Regions from separate parts of the Mus musculus genome. Here regions 1, 3 and 4 are each linked to region 2. The links are chromatin contacts, called in public promoter capture Hi-C maps. All regions are on one chromosome and are shown on one strand. The core of a region is the stretch at or near the end of the contact, and the rest is flanking DNA. Distances in the headings are between cores, read along the strand shown. Region 1 holds the start of Nqo1 (NAD(P)H dehydrogenase, quinone 1). Region 2 holds the start of Atxn1l (ataxin 1-like). Region 3 holds the start of Nip7 (NIP7, nucleolar pre-rRNA processing protein). Region 4 holds the start of Cfdp1 (craniofacial development protein 1).

Region 1 (2,700 bases), core at 47-2,546, 2.3 Mb before region 2:
GTGCATTTGCAGAGTCTGAAATAGTTTTAAAGGGAAAGGAACTCCAAAAAGTTAAGTCCCGCCCCAACAGAGGAAACACCTAAACCTAATTGCTGCCCAGAACTCAGAGCCAGGCCCTGTTGGGAAGTACTTAGCCCTGGAGGCTACTTGGCCAAGAACGCAGTAGATGCCAGTCAAACACTAGACAATAATGTGGTGGTAACTGCCAAGGACTCTCCCCTGCCTTCCCCTGGGCTGATGGCAAAGTGAGGAGACTGTCACAAAAATGGACCAATTAACAAATCGGATTTCCTGCTCCAGGGTCACAGTAGAAACTTTCCAGAGCCAGGTAGACTGGAATTAGGCTCCGATTCTGTTACACTCCTTCTCAGCTACGCTCCCTGTACCCATCTCCACATCTTCCCGTTTTGTTTCACAAAGTGGTGATACCCCTTTTAAAAATCTGCGGTTTGGTTTGTTAGTTTGTTTGAGACAGTCTCTCTTCATTATGTAGCTCTGACTGTCCCGAAACTGGATCTATAGACCAGGCTACCTTGGAACTTAAAAGAAATTTGCCTGCCTTTGCCTCCAGGGTGCCACCAAGCCCAGCAGTGGTCCCTGTAAATTGCCTGCTTGCATTTCTAAATGTTAGCAACGTATTTCCAAATGGTTAAATACTATCTGGCCTAGGTTGGGGATGTGCACAGAGCTCAGGTGGTAGAGAGTTTGTCTAGTATGCAGGAAGTCCTGGTTTCAATTCAATTCCCAGAGCCGTAGAAATCAGGCGTGGTGATATGCACTTAGAATCCTGGCACTTAGGCAGTGGAGGCAATAAGACCCCAAGTTCAAGGCTATCCTTCACTATACAGCAGCTTTAAGGCCAACCTAGGACACATGTTACCCTTTTTCTAAATAGTCCAAACGCGGTACAGGGAGTGGCAGCTCTGTTAAGGAACGGTGTAGAAGGGGCAATGCTAGAGTTGCCCACGGGTGAACTTGGGCTGCAGAATAATCTGCATCGCTGGTTCTGAGAAGAAGTTCTCCTTCCAGAGACTAACCGAGGCTCATCCAGGTTCCTAACCACCTCACTTTTCCTCTTTGAGGCAAGGAACAAAACTCACAGCCAGCCCCTACATCCTCCTCAGAGTAAATCAGACTGGAGTTGGCGCCACACTCACCCGCCATGGCTCCAGATGTTGAGGGAGGATCGTAATACCGAACGCTGATTGGCTGAGCAGCTGGTTGCCAAGACGACCCTAAAGCTCTTCGGAGAGATCCTTAGGGCTGGCTACAGGCTAGGCTAGTAAGAGCTGAGCCTTGGGGTATGGGCTGAGCGAAGGCTTTATATCCTGCTTATGCCCGCCCAGCCCACTGTGCAGAGCAGCCAGCGAGGGCGGGGCTGGACTCCAGAACCCAGAGGCATCTTGGGAAGATACCAAGTTTTTGGCAGGGAGAAGCAGTTTGGGGCTGGACTAGGACTCCTGTATATGGAAGTCAAAAGGGTTCCCCGGGAGCAAGGGAGTGAGAGAGAATTTGAGGATATGGGGACATATTGAATAAATTCATCTGCTCCCTGTCCCAAGACCTCCTGGGTACAAAATGGAAATTTCCAACAGAATTTTTCGAGCTTCGTGGGACCTGCCTACATAATCAGCCTGTGTAGATTAGTCCTCACTCAGCCGTGGGAAGTCACCTTTGCACGCTAGGGGAAGGGTGGGGCAGCAAAACGGATGGGCTCAAATTTTGCCGACTCACTGTGACTCTAGACTGAAAGTTCAGAGAGACTTGTCCTCGTGTGAAATGAATTCGTGCTGCGTTCTGCTCTTAGAAACTGCAAAAACTGCTCCCTGGGTATACACACTTGGGTCTCCTCAACTTTGCCCCCGGTGACCAGGTAACGGGGAACTCATCTGTGCGACTCTCTAGGAAGCCAGAGCAAAGCTGGCAGGAGACAGCAGCCACAGGGAAGTGTTTCTCTGTGTAGCCCTGGCTGTCCTGGAACTCACTCTGTAGACCAGGCTGGCCTCGAACTCAGAAATCCACCTGCCTCTGCCTCCCAAGTGCTGGGATTAAAGGAGTGCGCCACCACGACTAGTACATGCTTTTAATCCCATCACTTGGGTGCCAGAAGCAGGCAGATCTCTGAGTTTAAGGCCAGACTGGTCCACATAGCTAGTGCTAGAACAACAGCCAGGGCTACATAGGTGAGACCCTGTCTCAAAAACAGAGAAAGAAAGAAAAAGGGTTGGAATAAAGACCCTACATGTATGTGTGTGCCTTGGTCAAGCTCCCAAAGTAGGGTAGACATTATAACAGATTGCCATCATTAAAAGAGCTCAACTTTCCTGTTATCTGATAAATTCTGACAGTGAGGGAAAGACACACGTGCAGTCTCCTGTGGTGACAGGCTAGTGACAGCCCTTGTGATGGATCTCAGTGGAGTCTCATTCCGGTTAGGGCAAAGCCGAAGTAACACAATGGGCTATAAGAGGGAAGAAAGAAATATCAGCTGCAGCAGGCAAAGAGACCAAGGACAATTTTTAAAGCAACGCACTTCCCAAACAAAGAAAAGGTGAGAACTTATTAGGGAGGCAGATTCTTGTTCCTATGGGGGAGGTACTTTGGGGAGGGTACATTCCTGCACATGCCCAGTTTGCACCACAAAGCTTTATCTGGAAATAAAAGGATACCCTGAAGGTTTCTTAACACAGGGACCCTTGA
Region 2 (2,733 bases), core at 25-2,524:
ACCCTCTCAAAAGAAAACAACCAAAACCAAAACCGGGGCCAACGAAGTCCTAACAACTGGATTAGCAGTATTGACTAGTACCGAGGAACCTGTTCTGTCAAAGTCAGAATATTGCAAGCTCGATCCAACTGAAGGCAACGTTTACTTAAGATAGGCATGGTTCAAGGGTACACGAAAGATGGAAATGTGGAAAAACAGATTCCTAATGCCACAAATAAATCACCAAGTGGGTACAAGTCACGCACTCATTCTTCATCAAACGTTTAATTGAAAGCACTCAGCTTTCTTTCATTTTCTTAATCCCCCAAAATGATGCTTGCCCTCTGTAGCTAAAAAAAAAAAAAAAGCTAAGGAAAATCCGTCTATGGGTCACCGAGGAGTTAGCAAACACAAAATAATGAAAGGACGGAAAGAGGCAAAAAGAAAGCTCAGCCTGCCCACCAGGTTCCCACAAGGCAAAACACTTCAAAATCTGAAACCGGGTGTGGGTGTAGGGTGCAGCTTTGGAGAATTTCTCATGGGAAATGACACAACTTGTGGCCCTGAGCTAAGGGGCAACGGAACTATTCCAGAGACCTGCCAACCTAGCCGAGAAGGCAGCTCCTCTTCATGCAGGGAATGGAATCAAGAGACTGCACACCGAGGGGGACCCAAATTCACTGAGGGAGAGGTGCGCCCCACAAAAAGGGAGCAGCAAAAAGGGAGAGACACCAGGGATGATGGCTTTTGATGATCCTTGTTCCGACAGGGGTACAGGCCTGAACTGGGGGAGTCTACGTTTAGGGTTAGTCGGGGTAGGGGGTCGGACGTGGAGGTGAGGCCAGGCCCCGCTGGCGACGCTTCCTTGTTTGGGGCCCCTTCCCGCCCTGAGAACTCGGACATCCTGACCCGCGGGGACAACCCCGTCGGGGCATCAGGGCCTGAGGCCGCCTTCTGGGCCAGGCGGGAAAGCAGCATCTAGAGGGGCTAGGCACGGCCTCTTTCGCTCGCTCTGCCCGCTGTTTAGGGGGCCCGCGGCCGGGGTGAGGCAACGGGCTTCTAGGGGGGCCCTTCCACTAGAGCTCCGAACCCAGGCCTGCTTGGCCTCAGGCCATCCCAGCGGCCACCGCTCCAGGCGACACTCACCGGCCCATCTCACGGAGCTCCCAGGACTCCTCCCGCTCGTCCCGGAGCCGCCGCCACCGCGGCCGCCGCCATCCCCGGCCCCGGAGCCGCCCCACACCCAGCGGGCACCCCCCCAAGCCGGGCGCCCGGAGATGGCGTTGAGCGCATCCCGCCCCCCCCCCGACGCGGAGAGATGACGTCACCCTGGCCTGGGAGCGCCGCCTACTTACACAGGAGGAAACTGGCCGCCTGCCCATCGTACCCAGCGCCCCCCTTTGGTGGGAAAATGAACGCCTGTCCCACTGAATGGGTCCAGGGAGTAGGTGATGTTTCCTTAAAAAGCTCCCAGACCTGGATTCCCTGGAGAAGTTTTCACAAGCTGTCACTAGAAGTCCAGATAGTGGAGATCCCTGGGGCCTTGTTTATGATGCCCCAGAATTTACTGGAGTAGAAAGATGGAAGGGTCATTGTAGGGTCAGGGTGAGAGAGAGCTGGGCCCAGACCTTTTCAAGGGTCAAGAGCCTTGTAAAGTTAGAAATAGCCTGAGGCAGCCAAAAAAAAAAAAAAAAAAAAAAAAAAGTGTGCCTGTGCAGGACCTAGAAAAAGATGAAAAAGTACTGAAGACCTGGGAGTGGGTGAGCAATAAGGACGGGATTCTTACTACAGTGGAAAGCAGGTTGGCTTAGTGAATACAGGGCTTGGCTACTGGTTTGGAATATTGTCACCCATATAATGCCAGTTCATACTAAATACTTGAATGAAAGTTTGATTGGCTTAAGCAGACACAAAAATGAATGGCTGATTTAGGTTGCTGATTGGAGGGGGAGGATTTTTTTTTTCTTATTTGTTCATTTGTTTTTGAGACAGGGTCACAAGTAGCTCAGAGTGGTTTTGAACTCACTGTGTAGTTTAGGGTGAACTTGAACTCTTAACCGTCCTGCCTCTATCTCTCAAGTTGATGGTATCACTGGTGCATTCGTTTCTTTTCTGTTGCTGGGATAAGACACAATCAAGGCAACTGCCAGAAGGATTTGAGTTTGTGGTTCCATTTGAGAGGGTTAGGAGTCCATTGTGGTGGGAAAGCTTGGCAGGGAGCAGCAGCCATAGAGGCTGGAGCAGAGAGGAGGGGGTCACATCTAGAACTTAGAAGCACAAAGCAGAGAGACTGAACCTGGAATTGCCTGTGGCTCTGAGCCTCAAAGCCAGGTCCCTAGTGACATAGGGACTCTAACAAGGCCATACATACCTTAATAGTGCCACTAACTGGCCACCAAGAGTTAAACATCTAAGCCTATATCGAAGTTTCTCATTCAAACCACCACAGCAGGCAAGCCCCACATTTGGCCAATAGTTGGTCTTGTGTTCAGATTACATTTATACAGAAAAAGTGATTATGCGTGTTTTATATAAAAGAGAGAGAGAGAGAGAGAGAGAGAAAACAGAAGTGTTGGGAGCCGCGCCCACATTCGCCGTTACAAGATGGCGCTGACAGCTGTGTTCTAAGTGGTAAACAAATAATCTGCGCATGTGCCAAGGGTATCTTATGACTACTTGTGCTCTGCCTTCCCCGTGACGTCAACTCGGCCGATGGGCTGCAGCCAATCAGGGAGTGACACGTCCGAGGCGAAG
Region 3 (2,750 bases), core at 76-2,575, 2.7 Mb before region 2:
GCTTAAAAAGGAAATGCTTTTTGACAACCTACAATGACAAATAGGATCTGTCAGCTTCCTATCGATGGACATTTTGAAGCTGAGCACCTCCAGCCCACATTTATATAGGGTTAACTATGTCAGGCTCAATGAACTGCCTTGCATAATTTTATTTATTTATTTATTTTTGGTTTTTCGAGACAAGGTTTCTCTGCATAGCTCTGGCTGTCCTGGAACTCACTCTGTAGACCAGGCTGGCCTTGAACTCAGAAACCCGCCTGCCTCTGCCTCCCAAGTGCTGGGATTAAAGGCGTGCGCCACCACCGCCCGGATGCATACATTTTTTAGTTTGTTTGAATGTCTCATGTAGCTCAGGCTGTCCATGAATTCAATACTCAGACTAGGATGATGACTCTGTGACTCGAATACTGGGATCACAAGTGTCAATAAGACTGGCTGAATGTTTATTATTTAAACAACAGCCTATGAGGGAGTAGTGGACTCCTAGCTTCCAATTCTTGGAAACTTACTAGCTGTGTTCTTGGACAAGTCACTTCACTTCGACTTCCTCGTCTGTAAAATAATGACGCTACCTACCTAGATGGCTGCTGTGAAGTTTAAGTGGATTAACAAGGCAATCAGGAGAGAGCCCTGTACACTACGCTTGGGTCATGACGATAGCGTCCTGGCAGATACAATGACGCGCCCGTCCCCATCAGGCCAGCCGCACCTGCAGCTCTGCTGGAAGCGGGGCAGACGGTCGAGCAGGCGCCCGAGGGACGCCTCCACGTCGCCGAAGAGCCGGTGGATGCGCTCGGTGCACTCGGCCCCGCGAATGAACGTCTTGTAGTTGGCGAAAGCCAGGTCGCGCGTCTGCTGCAGCCGCTGGGCCCGCTCTTCCGCCAAGCGCTCGGGTTCGCGCCGCAGCCGGTCCAGCCCGGAGCCGCTCAGCTCCCGGAGGTAGCGGCCCACGTCGGGCTTCTCACGCCACTGAGCTTCGGGGAAGCGGTCCCGGAATAGCGACGCCAGGAGGCCCTCATCTTCCACCTCCCCCAGCGCGACGGCCGTGGCTGTCGTCGTGGCCGAAGCGGTCGTGGAGGGCTGGAGAGGGAGAGCGGCCGCCATCTCTCAAGCACGGTACCGTCACTTCCTCTTCAGAGCCGGTTTCGCTCCTGGGAAACGGAAACGATTGGGGGAAACATTTCCCGTCTCTATGGTTTCTCATCTAGCCGGCTTTCGGTCCCCGGAAGTCCGCCACGGTAGGCGGCGGCTGCGCAAAGATCACGGAGAATTAGGCTAGAGAGACACGCGTTCGTGGACCCCAGGAAGTGGGCGGGTGGGAAAGTGACTTCCGCTTCCGGCTCTCCAGGCACGAGGATTCCCGGGAGCCAAGCAAGCGGCAAGATGAGGCCCTTGACTGAAGAAGAGACCCGGGTCATGTTTGAGAAGATCGCGAAGTAGTAAGAACTGGAGAGGCGGATGAGGGACGGGCGTGCGGGGAGTGGGGATGCGGCTCCGGGGCGGGACGGTCCCGGCTCAGACGCTGGTCTTGTTGCCCTCAGCATCGGAGAGAACCTTCAACTCCTAGTGGACAGACCCGACGGCACGTACTGTTTCCGGCTGCACAACGACCGAGTGTACTATGTGAGGTGAGGTGGGGCGTGCTGCCCACTGCGTGGCGGGCTGGAGGCGTGCATCCATCCCTGGTCGTCACCGGGTACCTTCCTCCCGCGCCCCTGTAGTGAGATGATGCTGAAGCTGGCCGCCAACATCTCCGGAGACAAGCTCGTGTCGCTGGGGACGTGTTTTGGGAAGTTTACCAAGACCCACAAGTTCCGCTTGCACGTGACAGCTCTGGATTACCTGGCCCCCTATGCCAAGGTACGTTGTGGGGGCCTGGTCTCCAGGTTGCCATCCGGGATGAAGTCCCGGGTGACGGCGGCCAGGTCAGAGCACAGATTCTTTCCAACGAGTTTCTGGACAGCGTCAGCCTAAGAAGTTGTTTGTCGATATTGCTGCTTGGACACGTTTAGGAAGGGTTATGGCCATGGAGCTGCATAGCCTAGTTGTCTACAGGAAAACAGGCCTCCACCGTGTCAGCTGGATCTCAGAAAGCAGAGACGAAGACACAAGTGCCAGTGGTGAGGGTGATCCTAGGGTCCAAGGGGAAAAAAAAAGGAAATTGCTGATTATGTGAGCATTTCGATGTAAGGTTGAATTTCGATGTTAGGTTGAGGAAGGAACTCCATGGTGAAAGATCAAAAATTGGGGTATCCCAGCACTTGGGAGGCAGAGACAGGCGGACTTCTGAGTTCGAGGACAGCCAGGGCTACACAGAGAAACACTGTCTCAAAAAAAAACAAAAAACCCACAAACAAACAAAAACAAAAAAGTGGGGGGGGGGTCCAAACAACTTAAAGGTTCCCCACCTCTCCTTAAACTCGGAAGCAGCTGCTAATCCGCATTTAGGGATATAGCCCAACATCCTTGTGTCTTGGCTTTTAACTCTCTTTCAGTATAAAGTGTGGGTAAAGCCGGGAGCAGAGCAGTCCTTCTTGTATGGAAACCATGTGTTGAAATCCGGTCTGGGTCGAATTACTGAGAACACATCTCAGTACCAGGGAGTGGTTGTCTATTCCATGGCGGACATTCCTCTGGTGAGTAGCCACGGTAGCCATCCATCACGGCAAATGCCAGGTACCCACTGGAAAGGATGAAGTTTCAGTCAGCAGCTCGGAGACTGACTTCTTGGCTCCTTTCACAGTTCTCAA
Region 4 (2,700 bases), core at 105-2,604, 2.1 Mb after region 2:
CCCGATTCAAGGGTCCACAATCGTCTATAATTCGACTTCCAGGGGATATTAATACCTATTCTAGGCTCTGAAGACACTAAATATACATGTAGATACATACAAATAGATGTGCATGTAGGCAAAACACTCACACACATAAATGTTTAAAAGATTTGTCTGGACCTCGCATAAGCTGGATTCTTAGTGTGCTCCTCTACCGCACCCCAAGAAAAAAAAGATAGCTAGGCCATTAAGAGTGTGCGCTTCAGCCGGGCGTGGTGGCGCATGCCTTTAATCCCAGCACTTGGGAGGCAGAGGCAGGTGGATTCGAGGCCAGCCTGGTCTACAAAGTGAGTTCCAGGACAGCCAGGGCTATAGAGAAACCCTGTCTCAAAAAAAAAAAAAAAAAAAAAAAAAAAAAAAAAAGAGTGTGCGCTTCATTCCAAAGGATCTGACTTTGGTTCCAGAGTCGGGCGGCTCACAACTGAGTGTAACTCCTTCACCTGGGGACCCGATACCCCCTTCTGTCCTCTTTGGCCACCTGAATGCACCGCCATACATACACAAAAATAATAAGGGGCTGGCGAGACGACTCAGCTCTACAACCACCTGTAACTCCAGTCCCAGAAGCCCTAGGCACACACATGATGTACAGAGACAGACAGACATTCAGGAAAAAACACTGATATACGTGCCATAAAATCTCTAAAAATAAAACTTTTGAAAAAGTTCTTAAAAGAGGACGATGGGTAGCTCCTGCAAAGAGGGAAAACACATTATCACATCAACTTTCTAACAAGCCGATCCCTTCCGAACCCAGAGGCGGACAATTGAGTTTCGGACGTGAAGGAAGCTGGCAATTCCCTAAAAACAATCTCCAATGTCCGGGTCGGCTTCCAGAACCAGCCGGTAGGTAGGTAGTACGCTCAGCCTGCGGGCTTCACGCGCCTGTTCCCGCGCTCCGAGGGGGCGGCGGCCCAGGACAGCAGCTATGCAGAACCGACACATGCGTGTTCCAGGCCGCCTGAGGGCCGGGGTCCTGATAACCCGAACTCCGGAGCCCACGGGCCGTGGGGACCTCGCGATCACGAGGCCCACGCCCTGGGGACCGTCCGGGAGAGTCTCGAGTGAGGTGTGAAGCGTGGAAACCACCCTCCTTTCGCCTCAGGCCGAATCGCTCACCGGACGGCAAGTAGTCCTCATCCTCGTCCGATGTGGAGAAGTCTTCGGAGTCGAATTCCTCCATGCTGCTGTCACTTGGGGCCTGCTACCCACACGACTGCGGCCACTGCCCCAAAATAGCGAAGCTAGATATAGGGCGAGACCATAGGGGTACAGGACCAGCAGCTAGGGCCGCCCTAGAGGCGAGCGCACATGCGCAGGCAGTGCCACGTGGTCAGAGACGACACTTCCGGCTGCTGCGATTGGTCAGTCTACACTCACCGGGCCCTTGTGGGATTCCGGACCCCCACCTCTCAGAAGCGATGCATGCTGGGGCTTGTAGTTTTCAACGGTACCGTGCGTCCTTAATGGAGAATGGCTTATCTGCGGAAATAGTACTTTCTCTTTATACTTGTCTTTTTATTTTGAAATTTGCTCACAAGCTAATATTTTTTCTAACTCTAAAATCAGAGATTAAAATGTCGCTCCCGGATATGCTCAGCGAGTAAAAACTGAAAGCTGAATAGATAGATGCTAAAGTTCCCATCAACTTTTGAGCAAGGCTGAGGCTCTGCCTTTTTGATTCAATTCTCTCGCTAGAATCGAATTCTTTAATGCAGTTTTTGTGCCTTTTCCCTGCATTTTTGTTTTTGTTTGTTTTTTTTTTTTTTCTGCCTAAAATTGCTCCCAAGAACACTACCGAAACTCTGTCTAATATTCTAAGCGCAAGAAGACTGCGACGCTCTTTCCTGAGAAACTCGGCCTGTTAAGTAAGCTACATTCAGGCCTGAGTTACAAGTACTGTTGGCAGTAAGTTCAGCATTAATGAATCAACAATCCGATAATCACTAAAAGACAAAAGGAAATCCGCTTATCTGTGAGGGAAGCCACTACACAAAGTGCTAGATTGACACTTTTGAAACAACGGGAAAGATGGATGGAAAAGCAGTTAAATTTGTGAGTATGTGAGGATTGGCGAGACGGCCCAAAGGTTAACAGTACTTGTTGCTTCTGCAGCAAAACTAGGTTTGGTTCCTAGCATCCCCAACATGGCGGTTCACTACCGCCCTGGTTCTGACCTCAATAGGCACCAGGCATGTATGTAGTACAGTGCAGCAAGCACCTTCACCCACTGAGCCATGCCCCTAGTCCCTCAGAAATCACCTTCTGCCGGGCGTGGTGGCGCACGCCTTTATATATATATATATATACACACATTTTTTTAAAACTGTGATGAGAATATAATGCATACTGTACTGAGAATAATCGAACTCTCGGAGCACATGAAGGAGGAAGATGAGGAAATCTTAGCAGAGAAATCCGTAGGAACAACCAATAGGAAATTTTAGCAGAGACATCGGGAGGACCAACCAATGCTCTGGATGAGTGGGTAAAACCTGGTGGGAGTTGACCAATGGGATGGCAATGGGAATCAGCCTAAGAGTTCACAGCCGTCAAAATATCAGTGTGGAATACATCTAAAGGGGGCTGGGGAAGGTGACGTAGAAGAATGTGACCCAATGCTTAATTGTGCCCTCAAATTTAAGCATGTCACCTCCT

Evidence for each region. Promoter capture Hi-C pulls out the DNA fragments that hold promoters and counts their contacts.
Region 1: a promoter capture Hi-C map of liver shows a contact between it and region 2, with 4 times the contacts expected there. The contact joins the promoter of Nqo1 here to the promoter of Atxn1l in region 2. A contact is called at or near these places in 2 of 39 promoter capture datasets (hippocampal neurons and liver).
Region 3: a contact with region 2 is called in a promoter capture Hi-C map of pre-B cells. The contact joins the promoter of Nip7 here to the promoter of Atxn1l in region 2. A contact is called at or near these places in 5 of 39 promoter capture datasets (cranial neural crest, hippocampal neurons, liver and 2 more) and 2 of 115 datasets of contacts at active chromatin or transcription factors (embryonic forebrain and forebrain).
Region 4: a promoter capture Hi-C map of liver shows a contact between it and region 2, with 2.6 times the contacts expected there. The contact joins the promoter of Cfdp1 here to the promoter of Atxn1l in region 2. A contact is called at or near these places in 2 of 39 promoter capture datasets (liver and pre-B cells).

What each region holds. Positions count from the first base shown.
Region 1 is chr8:107,401,909-107,404,608 of GRCm38.p6, forward strand. Nqo1 (NAD(P)H dehydrogenase, quinone 1) reads right to left here and starts at 1,297. Exons shown (of 6, transcript NM_008706.5): 1 at 1,158-1,297. The coding sequence starts at 1,164.
Region 2 is chr8:109,736,506-109,739,238 of GRCm38.p6, forward strand. Atxn1l (ataxin 1-like) reads right to left here and starts at 1,275. Exons shown (of 4, transcript NM_001080930.2): 1 at 1,126-1,275.
Region 3 is chr8:107,055,552-107,058,301 of GRCm38.p6, forward strand. It overlaps Nip7 (NIP7, nucleolar pre-rRNA processing protein), which reads left to right and starts at 1,326. Exons shown (of 5, transcript NM_025391.2): 1 at 1,326-1,439; 2 at 1,542-1,628; 3 at 1,722-1,860; 4 at 2,496-2,636. The coding sequence starts at 1,384. It overlaps Cog8 (component of oligomeric golgi complex 8), which reads right to left and starts at 1,186. Exons shown (of 5, transcript NM_139229.4): 1 at 710-1,186. The coding sequence starts at 1,104.
Region 4 is chr8:111,852,983-111,855,682 of GRCm38.p6, forward strand. Cfdp1 (craniofacial development protein 1) reads right to left here and starts at 1,355. Exons shown (of 7, transcript NM_011801.2): 1 at 1,162-1,355. The coding sequence starts at 1,225.